Linked DNA regions of Mus musculus: all the other regions are linked to region 3. The links are chromatin contacts, called in public HiChIP or PLAC-seq maps. All regions are on one chromosome and are shown on one strand. Each heading gives the region's core, a stretch centred on a gene start, on an enhancer-like site or on the middle of the called end of the contact. The rest is flanking DNA. Distances are from core to core; before and after follow the strand shown.

Evidence for each region. HiChIP or PLAC-seq counts read pairs in DNA pulled down with a chosen protein or histone mark.
Region 1: a FOXA1 HiChIP or PLAC-seq map of pancreatic cancer cells shows a contact between it and region 3. The contact joins the enhancer-like site here to the promoter of Vps36 in region 3. A contact is called at or near these places in 14 of 39 promoter capture datasets (the C10 cell line, the HPC-7 cell line, cranial neural crest and 7 more), 2 of 15 datasets of contacts at CTCF or cohesin (embryonic stem cells and large pre-B cells), 5 of 484 Hi-C or Micro-C datasets (B cells, the Ba/F3 cell line, embryonic fibroblasts and 1 more), 18 of 115 datasets of contacts at active chromatin or transcription factors (the 230-238 cell line, bone marrow-derived macrophages, craniofacial prominence and 8 more) and 3 of 9 other capture datasets (adipose tissue, liver and pancreatic islet).
Region 2: a contact with region 3 is called in an H3K4me3 HiChIP or PLAC-seq map of the 230-238 cell line, with 14 read pairs. The contact joins the enhancer-like site here to the promoter of Vps36 in region 3. A contact is called at or near these places in 10 of 39 promoter capture datasets (the C10 cell line, the HPC-7 cell line, cranial neural crest and 6 more), 1 of 15 datasets of contacts at CTCF or cohesin (large pre-B cells), 2 of 484 Hi-C or Micro-C datasets (liver and nephron progenitors), 10 of 115 datasets of contacts at active chromatin or transcription factors (the 230-238 cell line, bone marrow-derived macrophages, embryonic hindbrain and 6 more) and 2 of 9 other capture datasets (adipose tissue and macrophages).

Annotation. Positions count from the first base shown.
Region 1 is chr8:22,433,097-22,437,732 of GRCm38.p6, forward strand. No RefSeq gene overlaps it. Among named protein-coding and RNA genes, the nearest start is that of Gm39140, 19 kb to the right of the region's middle. Within about 2 kb of position 1,520, at least 148 of the 459 cell types and tissues checked have an H3K27ac peak or open chromatin away from gene starts, as enhancers often do. A contact at or near this core is called in the Ba/F3 cell line, the HPC-7 cell line, craniofacial prominence and 4 more, where this site is marked.
Region 2 is chr8:22,357,881-22,362,196 of GRCm38.p6, forward strand. Tpte (transmembrane phosphatase with tensin homology) reads left to right here. Exons shown (of 28, transcript NM_199257.2): 25 at 1,515-1,606. Among named protein-coding and RNA genes, the nearest start is that of Slc25a15, 39 kb to the right of the region's middle. Within about 2 kb of position 1,726, at least 20 of the 459 cell types and tissues checked have an H3K27ac peak or open chromatin away from gene starts, as enhancers often do. A contact at or near this core is called in the 230-238 cell line, where this site is marked.
Region 3 is chr8:22,189,540-22,194,141 of GRCm38.p6, forward strand. It overlaps Vps36 (vacuolar protein sorting 36), which reads left to right and starts at 3,294. Exons shown (of 14, transcript NM_027338.2): 1 at 3,294-3,427. The coding sequence starts at 3,332.

The DNA of each region.
Region 1 (4,636 bases), core at 270-2,769, 240 kb after region 3:
GAACTCTGTGTCCCAGCATTCTGACATGTCTATTCGCACACACGCTATTTCCCAGAGCTGCCACATGGTGGCGCTGTTCCACCACCTACACATGGCAGAGTAGGCTTGCTTGTTCACAAATCCACCGTGTCCCAGCACTACCTTTGGTGGCTAGGACATTTGGTGCCTGTTCTGAGCTTGGTTAACTGAGGGGCGTTGGTGGTGGGGTTATGATAACAGACGTGCCTTATCCAAGCACCACCTCATGGTGGCCTGGGCACATCTATTCATTTGCTTACCATGCCCTAGTGCCACCATGTGGTGGCTTCAGCAAGCCTGCTTACACACTTGCCAGGTCACACCACCATTATGTCATCTCCTGGGCATGACAGTTAAATGCCCAGGGGTATCAGATGCTTGCTGTGTCCCAGGGCCACTACATGGCAGCCTGGACATGCCTGTTCACATATGTACCATATCCCAACACCACCACAATGCAGGCTGGTTTCACCTGTGTGCATGCAACTGTGTTCAAGCACTGCCAAGCAGTGGCTTGGGTGTGCCTGCTTGTATGCATGCCGTGTCCCAGCCATGACACATAGCTGCCAGGGCACACCAGTTTGCATGATTTCTGTGTCCTAGTACCAGCATGTGACTGCCTGAGAATACCTACCGATTCACACACCTACTATGTCCCGGGGCTGCCAAGTTATGGTTTGTGCACACTTCTTTGCCTGCTTACCATGTTCCAGGACCTCCATGTGGCAGACTTGGCACACCTTTTCACATGGCTGCTTGGACATGGTAGTTCATATGTATATCATGTTCCAGCACTGCCTGGGCATGCCAGTTCATATGTATGTCATGTTTCAGCACTGCCTGGGCATGCCAGTTCATATGTATGTTATGTTCCAGCACTGCCTGGGCATGCCAGTTCATATGTATGTTATGTTCCAGCACTGCCTGAGCATGCCAGTTCATATGTATGTCATGTTCCAGCACTGCCTGGGCATGCCAGTTCATATGTATGTCATGTTCCAGCACTGCCTGGACATGCCCGTTCACATGCCTGCTATGTTCCAGTGCCAACACATGAGCCCATGCTCACCTGTCTGCACATATATTGTGTCCCAGAGCCTCAAATCACTAGCCAGATCATACCTGCTAGCACACCTACTATGTCTTAGCCTTGCCAGCCAGCAGCCAGGACACATCTGCACCATATCCCAGCACCATTGTGGAGTGGCTTGGACACATGCATTTGCACACCTACCATATGCCAGTGCTGCCAAGTGGTGGCCAGGCATGCCTATTCTCACCTGCCACATCTCTAGGCAGCTGTAGGGTATATACATTCTGTGTCTCTACGCCATTGCGTGACATCCTGAGCTCTCCTGTTCACACACATACCATGTCCCCCGCATTGCTACCTAGTGGTCTGGGCGGCTGCCACATGGTGGCCTATCACATCCCAGGGCTGCCATGTGGCAGACTTGTCAGAGACATTTACTAAATGCCTGCCATGTCCCAGATTTGCCACTTGGTGGAGTATTGCCTGTTTGCCTGCAAACCTGTCCCAGCACCAACACTTAGGAGCCTGGGCATGCCTTTATTTGTCTGGGAACATTGGTTCACACCTGCTGCCGTGCCTGCTATGTTCCAGTGCTACTGCCTCCTAGCCTGAGCACACCTGTTGGCACACTTGCCAAGTCCGACCACCACCACACGACAGCCTGGGCATGCCTGTTTGCATGCTCACCATGTCTGAGCAATGGTACATGTCTGAACATGTCCACATGCTTGCCGTGTCCCAGGACCTCCAAGTGGTGGCCCGGCCACATAGTTCACAGTTCTGCTGTGACCCAGAGCCACCATGTGGTAGCATGATCTCTCCTAGTCTCACATGTATGGTGTCCCAGCAGTGCCCATGGCAACCTGGTTCAACCTCTTTGGACTCAGTCCCTGTCCCACTGACACCAGGAGGCAAGCTTGGTCATGCCTGTTTGCATGCCTTCCATTTCCCAGAGCTGCTATGTGGTAACCTGGGCATGCCTATTCACATGTATTCTATGTCCCAACACCACCCCATGGAGTCCTAGGCCTAGGTATGGTGGAGTTTGTGAAAGAGAGGGAGACTGGACCTGGTGTGGGCTTTTTTTTTTTTTTTTTTGAACCTCAAAGCCCCCAGCCCCAAGGACACACCTCCTCCAACAAGGCCACACCTCCTAATGGTTCCCAAAGGTGTTCACTAATTGGGAACCAAATACTCAAATATATGAGCTTATGAAGGCCTTTTCATTTAAATCACCACATCTAACTATAACAGGGATATATATATATATATATATATATATACATATATATATATATATATAGTGTGTTTGTGTGTGTGTGTGTGTGTGTGTGTGTGTGTGTGTGTGTGTGTGTCTATACATATAACCCTAATTACAACAGATCTAGGGAAGATGTGTATGAGAAAAACTACTACACACAGCTTTCCAGTTATGACAGGGATAGGAAATGCATGTGTGTGCACCAGCATATACAGAACTACCTGATAGAAGAAATACAAGTTCGTGACTCTCCACAAAAACACCTGTCTGTAATAGATCATGGGAATACGTGTGTGTGACTCTGCTACTCCTGTTATGTGACAAGATTGTCCCCAGAGAGATACAACACACCCATCTACTCACCCACTGGGAGTAGATTGGGAGCCCATGACAGACCAACGTACAGATACTGTCAACGTCCAACTTGGTAAACTTATGAGTTGTGTTTGGGTTATTTCCAGGGATATAGGTGAGGGGTTACTTGCAGGAGCAGAAGTGACTCAAAGACAGGGACATCACCAAAGCCCACCCTGGCACGGATGGCATCTCACCAACGCTGAGCTGTCTGCATGATTTGGTCATACCTAGGTCTTTATTTATGCTTCATAATCCATTTATACCCCTAAATCAGAGGTATGGGTGTGTGCATAAGGTATGGACGGACACACACACACACACACACACATACACATGCACACACACAGGATGTTGAAACAAGTAGGCACAAAGAGCTAACATCTGACTGTGGCTTTATGTGGTAGTTCAAGTCAATAAGACCAGAAAAACGGCCGGGCAGTGGTGGCACACACCTTTAATCCCAACACTTGAGATGCAGAGGCAGGCAGATTTCTGAGTTCGAGGCCAACCTGATCTACAGAGTGAGTTCCAGGAAAGCCAGGGCTATACAGAGAAACCCTGTCTCGAAAAATGAAAAAAAAAAAAAAAAGACCCCAGAAAAACGAAATGCCCACCTTGCAAGACTCTTGTAAAAGATTAAGTCAAAAGTTCCTCATTCTTTCAATGCCACGGTTTTTTTGCCATGCTCTTCAAATGGGTAAATGACATCAAGAATCAGCCCTGTCTCTTTCATTTGGAGTTCCCTCAGAATCACCACCACAGTCCACAGCAGAGCTATCTTCATTGCCAGCGAAACATACTCTTAGGGATATCATAAGAAACACTGGTGCTCTGCTACACACTGATCAAAGTCTGTCACAAAAAATCGGTGTCACCTTTTCTCCACTTTCCCATAAGTGGATCTATGCAGTTCATAGTCTTGCATCTCTAGAGTATTTCACTTAGCACGATTATTTAAAGATCACCAATGGTCTGCATGTGTTAGTACTTTCTTCGTTCACTACTTTCCATTGCTGCATTGTATCCCATCCTACGGACACACCACAGTTACTTATTCTCTGGCTGATTGGCACTTGGAATATTCCCAGTTTTAAATTATTAAGAATAAAACAAAACAACTCTATACTTGCAGTGTGTGTGTTTGTGTGTGTGATTGTAAAGCATTTTAGATGAAAAATTATCTGGCTTCTCAAGCCAAAGGAGGGAGGAGGGGAGGGAGGAGGGGAGGGAGGAGGGGAGGGAGGAGGGGAGGGAGGAGGGAGGGATCGAGAGAGGCAAGTGAAATATCAAAAGATCAACGTTTGGAGCCAGACAGGAATGGTTTTGAAGCCTGGCTCTGATTATCTGCTTAGTTATCATCTTCCAGGATAAGTGAGCATGTTTTTAATGTGTTCTTTTTTGTTTTTTAAATGAGTATACTACCACATGGGGTAATTGAGAAGATTAAATTCTATGACATCACCAACGTAAAGTGCACCGCTGGCACATAACAAGCGGTCACTCTCCCGACACTGCTTGCTGTAGAGAAGCTTCCAGCCCATGGTGTACTCTGTGGACCAGATGTCTACCAATAATGTCCAATGAGTGTCACTGAGGGCTGCTTGCAAGATAAGGACAATTTAGTTCCTGTGTATCATCTACTTCAAGCCATGTTCTACCAGTGTTTTGGTTATGTTTAATCATGTTCTAAATAACACTTTACAAATTATTGACCTTTCGAAGCTCTCAAATGTTTGAGTTCATCTTTATCTTTGATGGAGATAGTAAGTAATAGAAAAAGAACCTTGAGTCTGAAGACTGATTAACGGTGGAAAGTTGCCATTAGCTGACATCTAGAAGTTTCTATATAAGCAGGCTAAATTAGTTTTGGAAGTAGAGCTTCTGAGATTTTTTTTTTCATAGAGCAGACATCTATAGAAAGGGCAACAGCTGGTGTGAGCCCTGAGCTACAGATCTGAAAGACGGGT
Region 2 (4,316 bases), core at 476-2,975, 170 kb after region 3:
TTTTGTTTGTTTTTTTGTTTTTTGTTTTTGTTTTTCAAGACAGGGTTTCTCTGTATAGCCCTGGCTGTCCTAGAACTCACTTTGTAGACCAGGCTGGCCTTGAACTCAGAAATCCACCTGCCTCTGCCTCCTGAGTGCTGGGATTAAAGGCGTGCACCACCATGTCTGGCTTCTTTGAGCTGTTTTATAATTCCTTACTTTGCAGAAAATCGACATCACAGATAATTTGTTCATAGTAATGTAAGTTGTGCCCAGTAGCTTGGCTTAGTCCCATCCGTCCTTCCCTACCTGCCTGCTCGTGAGTAGAACTTGGAAGCACGGTACCTTTTTGGTTATTTGTTTTTCTTTTGTATTTTTAAGTCATGAAGATCCATTTACACAGTTCGAAATTTTTAAGTGTGTGGGAGCTGAAGGGCTTAGATAAGCCCCTTTGTTACCATGTGATAAGGGTTTTTAAACTTCATATAGTTCTATTTTTTTAAAGATTTATTTATTATTATACATAAGTACACTGTAGCTATCTTCAGACGTGCCACAAGAGGGCGTCAGATCTCATTATGGATGGTTGTGAGCCACCATGTGGTTGCTGGGAAGTGAACTCAGGACCTTTGGAAGAGCAGTCAGTGCTCTTACGCTCTGAGCCACCTTGCCAGCCTCCCCCCCCCCCCTTTTTTAAGTTCTATTTTTTATTCTATCATTTATATTCACTGCACATGATACTGTGTTACATAAAACACTTTCATACAAGTACTTGTCAGTTTTATATTTTTTGTTTCTGGTAGATATTAGTGGACTTTGGTAGTGAATGGGCAGAAGAAACCGAGGCCAGAGTCTAAAATTCATGATAATTTAGTAAGATGGTATTAATGAAACATTAAATGTGAAGAAAACAGAATGTCAGGGAGACCATCAAAATGATTGTGACTTCCTTAGAATATTTGCTAAAGCAAATGAAGAAGGTTCACTGGAGGCTTTCAGAGCCAAGTATTTGGGGGATTGATAGAGGAAGGGGGACCATTAGAACTAGAAAGGGGGACATAAGACCATTTGTTTAAAATTTATAGTGTGCTAAAGGAAGTCTGAATTTGGCCACCCTGAACTTTCCTAGAGATTGCTTTAGGAACCAGACTTAGAGTAAAACAAGAGGCATTTAGATAACTAACTTTAAATATCATGATTGAAAATCCAAGAAAGTCTGCAAGCCACCTTACCTGGGGTTTTCCCTAGAAAGACAAAACCATGACATTCTAACTTGTAGAAACTATATTCTCTTCTCTCTCTCTCTCTCTTGCTCTCTCTCTCTCTCTCTCTCTCTTCTCGCTCACCTCATAAATTCTGCTTTAGCCCGCAAAATCAAGCTTTTGAAGTCTTTTCTCTTCAAAAACAAAGTCTATACAAAGTCAGATGATCCAACATGGCCACACTGCACAGTGAGGTCACTATTCTCAAGCTATAATGCCAACCGGAGAGACGTCTTGGGTTTTAACAAGTGTGTATTTTCCACTTTCACCCAGGCGTTGGAAAAGGCGACGGGAGTGACCTGGAAGTACAAATCATAATGTGGCAGGAGACTGTTTTTTCCTTTTGTAATTCCAGGAATTGTATGGTAAGAGAAAACACATGAGCTGAAACTTCTGGTGTTTCAGTTCTGCTTCTGTGTGCAAGATAAGTATAGGGTATAAGTGTGGGTGTGGTTGTGGGTGCAAGCACGTGTGCACACAGAATCCAGAGGTCAAAGATGGGTGCTTCTTCAACGACTATCCACCTTATTTTTTGAGACTGAGTCTTTTACTGCTCCTGGCACTTGCTAATTCAGCAAGACCAGGGATCATTAGGTCTCCACATCCCCGATGGTAGGGTTACAGGGACAAAGCACCACACCCAATTTAGGTGCTGAGGATGCAAACCCTGGTCCTCCTGCTTACCCGATAGGCACTTGGTCAATCAAGCAATCAAGCAATTTTCCTAGCCCTGGTATTTAATTGAAAACACAACGTCAAAATAGCATGTTCACTAAGCCACAAAGAGATGCTTGTTGCTCTCCAGTTAGGGTCCAACTTGGTGATGCTTGGTTCAGATGCAAACCAGAGCTTGCTTCGTCTCACTTCAGAATGAGCAAATCTCATTTTCTTTAAATCCTGGCTCAGTCTTGCTTTGTCTTTCACTTTCCTATAATGCTTGAGTGCACTCCCACGATCTATCACGGTTGTAAACTTATGTCATATTTACATTCATGTCACCTTCGGCCTTCTTATCTTGTTTCCAGGTACTTAAAAAAAAAATCACCCTAGGAGCCTCAAAGATCACCTAGGATCTTCTAGAAATACACATTCCTAGGTTGTTCTCTCAGAGTACAAGTCAGGAAATCGTAGGCCCAGGCATCGTACATATAGTTCTGTTTGTAGTGATCTTGTCACTCAGATGTTCTGTGGATGTGTCTCCTGAGAAACAGGGAGTTTATGAACTAGAAAGAAACCTCTTTCCCTCAAGCAATGGGAGCTGAGAGGTGAGGACAAGTTGACAACAAGTTAGATAATAAGTTGAAAAACGCCTGGGGCGATGATTGGCCTTTGAAGCAACAGCATGGTGGTTTGGCTGAGGATGGCCCCATAGGTTCATATGCTGACCAGTTGGCGGAGCTGCTTGGGAAGGATTGGGAGGCGTGATCACTGCAGGTGGCGTCAAGGTTTCAGAAGCCCATACCAGGCCTCCTGCCTTATGATTAGGGTGGAGAGTCTCAGCTCAGCTCCTGCTCCAGTGCCATGCTCCCCAGCATACTGATCATGGACCAACTTTCTGAAACTATTAGCAAGCCCCATACGAAATGCTTTTCCCCCCGTGAGTGGCCTTGGCCATGGTGTCTTTTCACAGCAGCAGGACAGTGACTAAGACAGACACTCAGTTCTTGGTTGGACTTAGCATTCCCTTTCTTTACATTGTAATTTGTCCTTTTATTGACTTTATGGGTGTTTGTGAGCACTCACTGTGTGGTTGCTGCAAAGTCTGTAATGTGGGTATTCTTCATCCCAGTGATTAAAATGCATCTTCCAAGGGAGCTTTTCCATATATGGGACCCGTATTTGCCCACTCGGATCTAAAAATGTGATATTGTCCTTGATTCTTTTCTGCAGTGCCTAAATTAGTAATTCTTCTTGGCCATGCCTTTGAAGTTTCTCCTTTACTCCTCTCTCTGCTCAGACCTTTGTTTGCCCACATCTAAGTTTCTACACGATGTCCTCTGTATGAGATGTAACATGGAAGTCCTTAACTATGCACCCTGAAATACTGTCTCACTGTGAAAAGCTGTAGGTAGAAAATAAGGTGTGTATTACACCAGGGGTCAAATCCACAGACCTCTCTTTGGCTCTATTTATGCATTTATTTGTTTTTTGTTTGTTTGTTTGTTTGTTTTTGTAGATGTGTGTGTATGAGTAAATTTCTCTCTTAGTTCTACTTTTAATATACCTCAGAGTTTTGTTGTGTTGTGGTTTCATTTCTGTTTAGTTTCAAGAACTAAAACAAAAACAAAAACCTTTCTTGATGTCTTCCTTGACCCAGTGATCACTGAGTACTGTGTTAATATCTATAAGTTTGTGGTTTTATTAGAAATTGTTTTAGCTTTGATTTTAAGCTTCACTACATTGTGGCCACATAGGATATACAGTTATTTCCATTATTCTTTTGTTTACCAGGTTGTGGTTTTTAATCCCACCCAGTAGTATGTAGTCTATTTTAGAGAAAGTTCCATGAACTGCTGAGTCAAATATATATTCTTTGGTGTTTGGGTAGAATACTCAGCAGATGCCTGCTAGATCCATTTGAGATGTCTGATGTCATACATACAATTCCAATTATATGTATATTGAGTATTTTTGTCTGTATATTTTTGTCCAAATTATCTTTCTGTTGGAGAAAGTGAGTTATGGAAGTAAGCCTCCTATTATTAATTGAGTTGGGGTTAATCTGTGTTTAAAGTTCAGTGGTCACATATACACACAATTGGGTGCCTGTGAATTTGTCTCAGATTAATATCTTCTTGGCTAGTAATTCTCTTGATAAGAATGACACAATCTTCTTTATATATATTAGTTTGAAGTCTATTTGATTACATGTTAAGACAGCAACTCTAGTCCTATTTTCTTTTGATAATTTTTTTCTAGCCTTTCACTCTTGTTTGTTTGTTTGTTTGTTTGTTTGTTTGTTTTTCGAGACAGGGTTTCTCTGTATAGCTCTGGCTGTCCTGGAAATCACTCTGTAGACCAGGCTGGCCTTGAACTCAGAAATCCTCCGGCCTCTGCCTCCCAAGTGCTGGGATT
Region 3 (4,602 bases), core at 2,044-4,543:
ATCAGAAGGCCCTATATAGTTACTGTAAAGATGAACAAGAAATGCAAAGGATCTAGAGTAGGCAGGACAACCATGAGAGAGTACCAAGTAGACAACCGTGAGAGAGTACCAAGTAGACAACCGTGAGAGAGTACCAAGTAGACAACTGTGAGAGAGTACCAAGTAGACAACCGTGAGAGAGTACCAAGTAGACAACCATGAGAGAGTACCAAGTAGACAACCGTGAGAGAGTACCAAGTAGACAACCGTGAGAGAGTACCAAGTAGACAACCACGAGAGAGTACCAAGTAGACAACTGTGAGAGAGTAGCAAGTAGACAACTGTGAGAGAGTACCAAGTTGGAGCAGGAACCTGGATCTGTTTTCAAGGCTTTTAAAACCACGATAACTGAGACAATGTGACATAAAGACAAGCAACGAAAAATAACAGACTTCAGAAAGATGACCCTGCCTTATCTCGCCAACTGATGTTTACAGTTTCCATAAACAACTTTTTGATAAACAGCTGTGGTAACTGAATTTTGACACGCAAAATGCTAACTTGGTCTTTACCTCAAGTTACTTTGTACAAAATGAAACCCTGACAACCTCGAGATGAAATGTATACCTGATATAATAAAGGAAACTACAGAACAGAAGAAAAACAAGGAAAACGCTTTGACAGGCAAAGATTTGTTTTTAAAAAATTATTTTTGATTTGCATTTCCCTGATGACTAAGGATGTTGAACATTTCTTTAGGTGCGTCTCAGACATTAGAGATTCCTCAGTTGAGAATTCTTTGTTTAGCTTTGTAGCCTATTTTTAAATAGGGTTATTTAGTTCTCTGGAGTCTAACTTCTTGAGTTCTTTGTGTAGTTTGGTTATTAGCCTTCTATCAGATGTAGGGTTGGTAAAGATCTTTTTCCAATCTGTGGGTTACCATTTTGTCCTATTGTTATTGTCCTTTGCCTTTTCAAGTTTATAAGATCCCATTTGTCAATTTTTAGAGTCTAAGCCATTGGTGTCCAAGAAATTTTCCCCTGTGTAGGTGTATTTAAGGTTCTCCCCACTTTCTCTTCTATTAGATTCAGTGTATCTGGTTTTATGTGGAGGTCCTTGATCTACATGGACTTGAGCTTTGTACAGGGAGATGAGAATGGATCAGTTTGCATCCTTCTACATGTTGACTGCCACCTGAACCAGCACTATTTGTGGAAAATGCTGTCTTTTTTTCCATTGGATGGTTTTGGCTTCTATGTCAAAGATCAAGTGACCATAGGTGTGTGGGTTTATTTCTGAGTCTTCAATTCTATTCCATTTTCTATTCCATTGATCTACCCGCCTGTCACTCTACCAATACCATGAAGTTTTTATCACTATTACTCTGTAATGCAGCTTGAGGTCAGGGATGGTGATCCCCACAGAAGTTCTTTTATTGTTAAGAATTGTTTTTGATATCCTGAGTTTTTTTGTTATTCCAGATGAATTTGAGAGATTCCACCTCACACAAATCAGAATGGCTAAGATTGAAAACTCAAACCGGGCGTGGTGGCTCACGCCTTTAATCCCAGCACTCGGGAGGCAGAGACAGGCAGATTTCTGAGTTTGAGGCCAGCCTGGTCTACAAAGTGAGTTCCAGGACAGCCAGAGCTACACAGAGAAACCCTGTCTAAAAAAAAAAAAAAAAAAAAAAAAAAAAAAAAAAAAGAAAACTCAGGTGACAGCAGATGCTGGCAAGGATGTAGAGAAAGAGAAACTCATCCATTGCTGTTAGGATTGCAAGCTGATAAAACCACTTTGGAAATCAATCTGGTGGTTCCTGAGAAAATTGGAAATAGTTCTACCTGAAGACCCAGCTATACCACTCCTGGGCATATACCCAAAAGATGTTCCAACATATAACAAGGACACATGTTCCTTTATGTTCACAGCTGCCTTATTTATAACAGCCAGAAGCTGGAAAGAACCCAGATGTCCTTCAACAGAGGAATGGATACAGAAAATGTGGTATATTTACACAATGAAGTACTATTCAGCTATTAAAAATAATGACTTCATGAAATTCTTAGGCAAACAGAACTAGAAAATATCATCCTGAATGAGGTAACCCACAAAAGAACACACGTGGTATGCAGTCACTGATAACTGGATATTAGCCCAAAAGCTCAGAATACCCAAGATACAATTCACAGACCACATGAAGCTCAAGAAGAAGGAAGACCAAAGTGTGGATACTTCAATCCTTCTTAGAAGGGGGAACAAAATATCCATGGAAGGAGTTACAGAGACAAAGTGTGAAGCAGAGAGTGAAGGAAAGACCATCCAGAGACTGCCCCACCTGGGAATCCATCCCATATACAGTTACCAAACCCAGACACTATTGTGGATGCCAAGAAGTGCTTGCTGACAGAAGCCTGATATAACTGTCTCCTGAGAGGCTCTGCCAGAGCCTGACAAATACAGAGGGGGATGCTCTCAGCCAACCATTGTAAACCATATGTAGCAGATGATGGCCTTATCTGACATCAATAGGAGGGGAGGCCCCTGGTCCTGCGGAGGTTTGATGCTCCAGTGTAGGCAGGAGTAGGTGAGTGGGTGGAGGAGCACCCTCATAGAGGCAAAGGGGACGGAGGAGAAGGGGAGATGGGATGAGGGGTTGTGGACGTGTAACTGGGACGGGGGAATATAATTTCCAATGTAAATGAATAAAATGATTAATACAAAAAAGAAAATTATTTTTTATGTGTATGGGTATATTGCCTTCATGTATATCTGTCGCATTAAATGCATGTTTGGTGCTTTATTTCCATGTCACCTCCATCTATCTGGAGCTATTGGTCATTTTTTAAAGGTGGGTGGGTAGGTGGGTGAGGTGGTTCAGCTGGTAAGGGAGCCTGCTGCTAAGCCTCATAACCTAAGTTTGATCTCCCAAGATCCACACGGTCAAAGGAGCAGCTCTCATTAAACATCCTCTGACTCCCACAGGCTAGCCCTTGCATGTTCCCGACGCACACAAACCCTCATAAAATAAACAGAATGTAATAAAAATTAGACTAAAACAAAAACCGGAGAAGAGTGTATTACATAATATGCTGGTTACAGATATATTAAACACAACCTCTGCTGTCAACACTTATTTGGGAAGAAATAAAAAAAAAGTCCTTATTTACAGCTTTTAACAAGCATGTCAACAAGTTTGGCAGTGACAGGGGAGCAAATGTGCACGCGAGTGGCAGCCGCCAGGGGGCGCCGCCTGTCCGTGTCGGGGCGCCCCACCCCCGCCGGCCACCAGGGAGCGCCGCTCGCAGCCCGGGAGCACCGGCGAGCGGCAGAAGCCGGCCGGGTGGCGGCCATGGACCGCTTCGTGTGGACCAGCGGCCTCCTGGAGATCAACGAGACCCTGGTTATCCAGCAGCGCGGGGTGCGCGTCTACGACGGCGAGGAGAAGGTAGGGAGGAGGCCGCGCCGACCCGCGGCCCTCGTGCTGGGCAGGGCCTCACCCTCGGCCCTGGGGCTACCGGCCTCGGCCCGCCGCTCCAGCCGCACGGTGGACAGCGGAGCCGGGGCGCGGGCGAGCGGAGGTCTCGGCGGGTCGCAGCCCGGGACGGTACAGTTCCGCCTTGTGGCGAGCGAGCGCGCCACCGGAACGCCGTCCCCACCCTCCTGCTGGACCGGTGATGATTTGTTCTGGGCTGAGCCGGGGTCCCTCGCCCGGAAGGATTTCCGAAGGAGGCAGCAGGGTCCAGCCCCATGGGGTTTTCTGCTTGCTTTGTAATTACTTTAGGAAGTGGGCTTGAGGCTTCGTGTTCTGTTCTAGGAAGTCATGCAGTGAGCCCTTGCCTTGGAATGCAAGCTTAAATCTTAAGAGCCGGGCTCGCGAAGGATAAGAGAAAAACAACGAATTCATGTATTCTGTGCCTGGAAACCACATGCCATCTTGTCCTGAATTAAATGTACGACCTGAAATCAGGAGTGGCAAAAGAGCTCGCGTCCCCAAAAGCACTTTTAGTCTCCAGTTTTCACTTGAGGCATTCTGTCTTCCTCGCTGTGGTGGAAATGAAACCTCCCTCGCTCTGGAGTTTGATACACCTAGTCAGTGCTTACAGCTAACCCAGGTCCGCTCTGACTTAGGGTATTTTCCTATTGTTTTCGAGGCAAGCTCTTATCCGAGACTGCTTCAGTAAAGTTTGATTTACTTTTTAAGTAAACTTAGACTGTTCTGGGTTTGAGTAGCAAGTAAAAACCAGCCTAACTGGTCTGTCAGGTTGAGATAATAATCCACGGGAGACCCCAAAAGGGAACGATTGAGCAATCTCTTCACTACAGCAACAGCCTTTCACATTCCCCCTTGCTCCTTGACACAGCAGTGGTACAGACTCTGGCTTGAGCTTTAAATGTATAGCCTAAGCTTTGATTTCTAGAGGAAAAATGCAATGGTTCTTAGAACTGTGTGATCTACGGGCACATCGTGCACTTTCTCCTCTTTCTTTCTGTCTTTCTTTCTTTCTTTCTTTCTTCTCTCTCTCTCTCTCTCTCTCTCTCTCTCTCTCTCTCTCTTTCTTTCTATAGGGTTTCTCTGTATAGGCCCGACTGTCCTGGAACTCACTCTGTGGAACGGGCTGG